Regions from separate parts of the Gossypium hirsutum genome. Here region 2 is linked to region 1. Evidence: chromatin contacts called from public Hi-C data. All regions are on one chromosome and are shown on one strand. Each heading gives the region's core, a stretch centred on a gene start, on an enhancer-like site or on the middle of the called end of the contact. The rest is flanking DNA. Distances are from core to core; before and after follow the strand shown.

Evidence for each region. A called contact is a pair of places that touch in the nucleus more often than the background predicts.
Region 2: a contact with region 1 is called in a Hi-C map of leaf, with 2.6 times the contacts expected there. The contact joins the promoter of LOC107931202 here to the promoter of LOC107931243 in region 1. A contact is called at or near these places in 2 of 34 Hi-C or Micro-C datasets (both in leaf).

What each region holds. Positions count from the first base shown.
Region 1 is chrA04:65,442,407-65,445,826 of Gossypium_hirsutum_v2.1, forward strand. LOC107931243 (S-adenosylmethionine synthase 4) reads right to left here and starts at 1,472. Exons shown (of 2, transcript XM_016863076.2): 1 at 1,150-1,472; 2 at 1-399. The coding sequence starts at 397.
Region 2 is chrA04:65,604,409-65,607,841 of Gossypium_hirsutum_v2.1, forward strand. LOC107931202 (heavy metal-associated isoprenylated plant protein 6) reads right to left here and starts at 1,789. Exons shown (of 5, transcript XM_016863007.2): 1 at 1,577-1,789; 2 at 1,298-1,451; 3 at 808-1,031; 4 at 528-606; 5 at 1-396. The coding sequence starts at 1,585.

The DNA of each region.
Region 1 (3,420 bases), core at 222-2,721:
CATCAGTTGCATAACCGAACATGTGACCCTGGTCACCAGCCCCAATTTCCTCAGGCTTCTTGGTGAGGTGGCCATGAACTCCTTGAGCAATATCAGGGCTCTGTTGCTCAATGTTAACTAGAACTTTGCAGTTGTCAGCATCAAGGCCAACATCAGCTGATGTAAACCCTATACCTCTGCAAGTATCACGAACGATTTTCTCATAGTCAACTTTAGCGTTGGTTGTGATCTCGCCAAAGACCATAACCATGTTTGTCTTGGTACAAGTTTCACAAGCTACTTTGCTTTCTGGATCTTGTTCTAGGCATGCATCAAGAATAGCATCTGAAACCTGGTCGCAAATCTTGTCGGGGTGGCCCTCATTGACAGATTCGGAAGTGAATAGGAAGGTGTCCATATCTACCTTGTCACATCATAAGGCGCTAAATTAATGTTCCTTAAAGTGAAAATTTTAGTTGGAAAACAACAAATTTAACACACCACAGCTCAAAGTCTTATGGTAATAAAATCCAAAAAAAGAAACAAATATCCTCATCAGACTAGAATTCAACTTCAAAATTTCACTCTATGACACATTAATGCATTATTTCATTGTAAATATACTTCCTTTCTACGTTATCAAAAGTTTCTGAGAATTTGTTTTTTCATGTTAGAGTAAAAGATTAAATATACAATTAAACTACAAAGACAATGGAAATGATTATTATTCACGAAACAAAAAAAAATACATTTTATTTCAACATATAATCAACTTTTGCATCCAAATTACATTCTTGTTTTTAGGTGGGGAGGGTTGGTGGGGGGGGGGAAGCAAAGCAACCAAAAAGAACAATTCAACATTAGTTACCTAGGGATTTATGAAATCGAGCAATTTATGGACATAACAAAACATATAGAGAGATCAGTAGCATTCGAAAGCTACAACTTTTATAGATGAACCAAATATTATCCTTAATTTCACAAATCTGATGAACAAAAACAGAATCAAGAGTTTAATTATTAAAGAAAAAAAAAGCTCATTCTCAAACGAAATGAATTCCACTTCCATTTATAATAAAAAAGGAAATCTTGATAATATTCGAATCGATCTGTTCAAAGCATTTTATTGTGAAGGAAAAAGGAAAAAAGAGAAAGGAAAAGGAGCAGTACCTTTCAATGAGATCTGAAAGAAGAGATTGAAAATGGAAAGAGGAAGAGAGGAGAGGGAATTGAAGTACAGGGAGAAATGGGATATTATTTATATGACCGAAAGACGAATCGTTTGATTCGCTCTTAATCACTCGCGATTCCCCGCCCTTTTCGGTGTTTGGCTCTTCCCCTGCTTTTCTCCACCCCCCATATTGTATTATCTCCTGCTTCTCGTCACAATTTTTTTCAAACAATCTTGACCCTTTAAATTTTGACTATTTCTGGACGACGAGATTGGAGGGCAGAGATTGGATCTTGTATCAATATGTTGTAAATTCAAGTCCTCTTTCACGTTGATGTTGGGTCCAATTATATCAATCCTTTACAAGTAAAAGAAGTTGCATTAAATTTAGGGATAATTCTTATTTTATCCTCTAACTTTATAAAGGAAATTATTTTAACCATTTATTTAATTTTTTTTCTTCTTTCAACTCTTTAACTTACATTATTTATCAAATTATCTCAAAATAGATGAAAAAGTTAAAGTTTGTTAATTTTACTGATGTGGCATCCACATGTAGACCACATTAGCAATTAATTAAATTTTAAAATATTTTTTATAATTTTAAATGTTTTAAAATAATTTTTTAATTTTTAAATATTTTAAATAATCAATTGTTAATGAGACATTCAAGTGGCAATCTATTTGAATGTTATACCAGTAAAGTTAACGTTAACTTTCCCTCTATTTTTGGGTAATTTGACAAACAACGCAAGTTTAAGGATTAAAAGAAGCAAAAAATTAAATGAAGGGTTAAAATAATTTTTTTTAAAATTGATATATTTAAATATGTTAATAATGCATAATTATATTTAAAAATTAACAAAGCATAATTCTATAAATTGATGTTCGTTAATTAAGATAACGTCATCTCATTCAAATAATTTTATCATTATTTACTCTCTTTAAAATTTTCTAATAAGACTACCTATTATACATACATTATATAAGTGGTTTTTTTAAAAATAAATTAATGGTTATTGACAAAGTAAAAAAAAAAAAATTGTATAAGAATAAGAGTGACTTTTTATTTTTAAAAATTATCTTAGGAGAGCAACTCTCCTAACATATAGATGGACATGTTTTTTTTTTTTTTTGTTTTGATACAAATACATATTTGTATTGTTATATTTCGATATATCATTTCATGTTTATTAGTATTTTTTTTATTTTTATTTTACATGTAAACATATTTCAATTATAAACATATAAATATATTTATATGAAAATATTAATTTTAAAATTAATTAATTATGTTCAACAACTTAATTAAATTATTATATTTTATTTTCTAAAGTAATTATAAAAATAATTAAGATAAAAAATAAAAATTAATTTAAAAGTTTAAAATAATGTATGAATTGATAAGCATTACAAGCTTAAACTTATGGATACAAATCAAAATAGACAAAAATGTATCAGTGAAATTTATACCAACCTGAGTTTACACCAAAATGTAAACATATCCTATGCATTTTTATTTTAATAGAAATACCATAATAACGTACAATATTTATGTATACAGATTGATCCCCAACAACTATTGGGAATTCGGTTGAGCACTCATGTGTGTAAATGTTTTTCCTTCTTGTGTTGCTTGGGCTAATTTTAAAAATGTGAAATTTATGTCTATTTATGAATGAAATGAAAATGTCAATTATATTGATGGATTGTGGAAAATCGTTCAAATTGTTGTTGAAATGTTTTAAGGATTCTTACTTTATTCGAAACGACTCCACAAATTGTTAATAATTTTTTTATTTTATTTTTAAATTAATTTTAATATTTGATAAAATTAGAAATTGGAGATCACCACTTAGCATTGGATTTGAGTTTTTAATTTCATACGTAGTTTACAAAAAAAAAAAAAAAAATTCATGAGTTTGTGTTGAAGCAACATCGCGGCTAAAGAGTGTAATTGGATCAATCAGTTTAGTTGATCGCTTTTATATCAGGTAATTGTTTAGTTATTTCACTATGTTATGTTAATTGTTTTTAATTTTTTTATAAGCATGATTTTGTTAAATTATAGATTATTTATATATTTTAAATTTTATGTTTAGCTTCGACAACTACTATGGCGCTCTGGATCTAATCGAATTTTTGGATCTGGTTTGAAGTATTATAAAATTATGAAAAAATAAAAACTTTTTGATTTTCAAAAAAGTAAAAAAAATAAAAATCAAATAATTTATTTTAATTTTTAAAAAATATGAAAAAATATTAAAATT
Region 2 (3,433 bases), core at 539-3,038, 160 kb after region 1:
ACGCATATCCATGATACTCCATCTTGCTCACCTCCATCTTGGCTTCACCACCGCCTTCTTTCTTCTCCCCACCTTCCTTCTTCTCTCCGCCGCCTTCTTTCTTCTCCCCGCCTCCTCCTTCCTTCTTCTCGCCGCCTTCCTTCTTTCCACCTCCTCCTTCCTCCTTCTCGCCTCCGCCCGCAGCAGCAGCTTCTTTTCCTTTCTCTTTGTTATCACCGCCGGCGTCATTCTTCTCTCCGCCGTCTTTCTTCTCACCGGCATCTTCTTTCTTAGGGGGAACCACCTCTACATTTCGTCTCAACTTCTCCCTGAGATAAGGAACGATGTCTTTCACGTCCATTGTGCCTTTTACGGTTACTAAATCTTTAGCTCCATCCACGTCCACTGATTGAACTCCTATTTTAATTCATTTAAAAACAAAACACATGCATCAGGATTACGTTGTGTAATTAAACAAACACCGTCATAGGCTATACGCTACTAATTAAATATTGAATCAATTCAAAATTAATCATGATTAAACTTACCATTAACTTTCAAGATGATTTTGCGAATTTTGTGAATGCAACCGTCACAATGTGTTCTAATCTTCAAGACCACCGTACTCTGTTGCCAAAAAAAAAAATGAAACACAATTAATTAGGCAAAACTCTAACAAATCAGCATTCATAATTTTAAACCAAACTCTAATTGAATACGTTACTAAATTTTTAATTTTCCGATTTGTACAACTCAACTTCTCCAGATTCTTTGCATGACTAACATGCGCACATTAAAACCGTTTTTTTCTTTTTTGGGTGAAATTACCTCTTTAGGTGGCTTTTTCTCTTCCTTTTTCTCTTCAGGTTTCTTCTCGGCGTCGGGCTTTTTATCACCGCCGGCGGGGGCGGCATCCTTTTTAGGTTGAGGAGAAATTAGGTCGACTTTCTTCTTGGTTTTCTCAGCCAATCTATCTCTGATTTTGGCGGGATCCACTTTGCCAATCACAGTTAGTTTGTTGGCTCCACAATCCGCTTTCACATCTTCCACACCTTCACCGACAACAACAACAATCCGTGTTAGGAAATATTCAATTAGATTTCCACTTACTCCAATGTCTGAAATTATTTTCTTTTTTTTCCCTCTTTCTAATTAAGGTTGAAAAAAATTAGCACCACAGTCCATCCCTTATCCAATTCCTCGATCAACACGGAAAATTTGACGAACAATCCAAAAGGAGTAAGCTCAAGGAAATTCCCTTAAATATTTTGACAAGTTCCGAAACTTATTTATAATTATTCAATCATAAACTAATTACCTTCATAATGCTTAATCGAGCGTTTGATCTTCTTGGCACAGCCTTCACAATGCATATCAATCTTGTATACGGCGGTGACCTTGCCGTCATCTTTCTTAGAGCCGGAATCGGCGGCGGGCTTCTTCTCGGCTTCAGGTTTAGCTCCTTCTTTTTGCTGGTAAATGAATAACAAAATAATATTAAGCACAAGAAGGAAAAAGAAAAACTAAAAAATTTGGAGGATTGAAAGGAAAAAATGAAAACCAGAGAGGATCAGTTAGACAAGAGCTACTCACTAACCTCACCCATTGGTTGACTGAATTATTATTCGTTATACCGATTTGGTTTGTTTTTAGTTGGGAGATTGAGAGGATTAGCAATGAGCTGCTTGAAGAGAAAAATTGGAGGCAAAGAAGAGAATATATAGAGAAGTGAGGCGGTTAATGGGGTATGGGTGTATGTATGATGATGTATGTCATGTATGGCTGTTGAGGAAGGAAATGCATGTGATGATGATGGTGATGGGGATTTGACGTTAGGTATGGCATTTAAGTGATGAAGTCATGAAGGGTTTTTTTTTTCATATAAACCTATATATTTTAAGGTGTTACAAACTAAAATAAAATTTTTATAAAAAAATATTTCTACTAACTAAAATTTTTGATTTAATTTTTAATGTTTTTATATCTAGTTAAAATACTTTCTATAGTTAACTTCTATTTAAATTAGATAAAAATATTATAAAATTTAATCAGCATAATAACTTTTATAAATAACTTTTTTTTCACATTTGCATTATTAATGATTAATACTTTATTTTGAATTGTAATTTATTATCAACATAATTTATAACTAAGCCCATTAATTACCATAATAATAAATAGTAAATACTTATAATTTCAATAATTTGTTTCATATTAAATTTTATTTGCTATAACCATCTTTTAAAAGTAAATTAATATCATATACAATAATAAATATGTAACCACAACAATTAATGAAAAACTTAAATAAAATAAAACAAATATTTAAAGCATGCAATAATAAATATGTAACCACAACAATTAATGAAAAACTTAAATAAAATAAAACAAATATTTAAAGCCCACCTTTCTTTCTTTCATTTTATGCATGTGTGAAGGCCTATAAATAGGATTACTAAAGAGATGATGAAATACAACAAAAAGTTATAAATCAGATCATGATAGTTTAATGTTTTTTAACCTTATTTTCCTATTTAAAAATTTTCTATTTTACATAATTTATTTTAATATTATTTATTCTCCATATATATATATTTACATTAAGATTATAGACGGGAGTCATCCATTAAGATATACATTGTACAACGAACAACTTAAAATTAATGAAAAATTTGTTGAAGAGCTGAAATGAACAAGAACATCATAAAGATTAATCAAGAAGATTCAAGGGTTGAATAATATGCAATATTTTCTACAATATTAAGGCTATATTATTTTATGTTATTTGTGAAAATGTATGAATTTTTAAAAATTTAAAATAAAATACTAAATTATAATTAATAGATACAACTAACCTGTACAATGCATAAGATAAAAAAAATTAGTTTACTATAATGTTTGGCAAGAATTCAAAATTTACGTTATAATAGTGCATTTTTTTATGAGTTAATATTTGTTGTTTCATCAATACATGAGTTTTATGTATCATTAATAAATAACAAAATTCCATCTCTTCACTAGTAAAATAAAAAAAATTGAAGACATAAAAATAAAAATTAATTTTTTTTTAAACCTGAACTTAAAAGACAAAATTCAAAACGCAAAATTCAAATCCAATATAAAACTTTTTTTATCCAAATATAAAAATTTAAGTCATAAACCATAAATTATAAACCTATAACCCTTATTTAAATAAAGTTATTAATATTATTTATTCATTTATAAGTTTTCTACTAATTTTTTTTGTTTTAGCTGATGATGAGATATCTAATAAAATAAAATTAATTTAAAATAATTTCAACAAAAAAAATTATAAATTTTAATATTTTACTTTAATATTTTAAAATAATAAGTTAATAATATAATATTAAAATTAAATAAAAAGTTGTTATTAAAAATAAACTTGGTTTCTTTCCTTTTATGATATATGTTACTTTATTTTTGAACTTTTTAT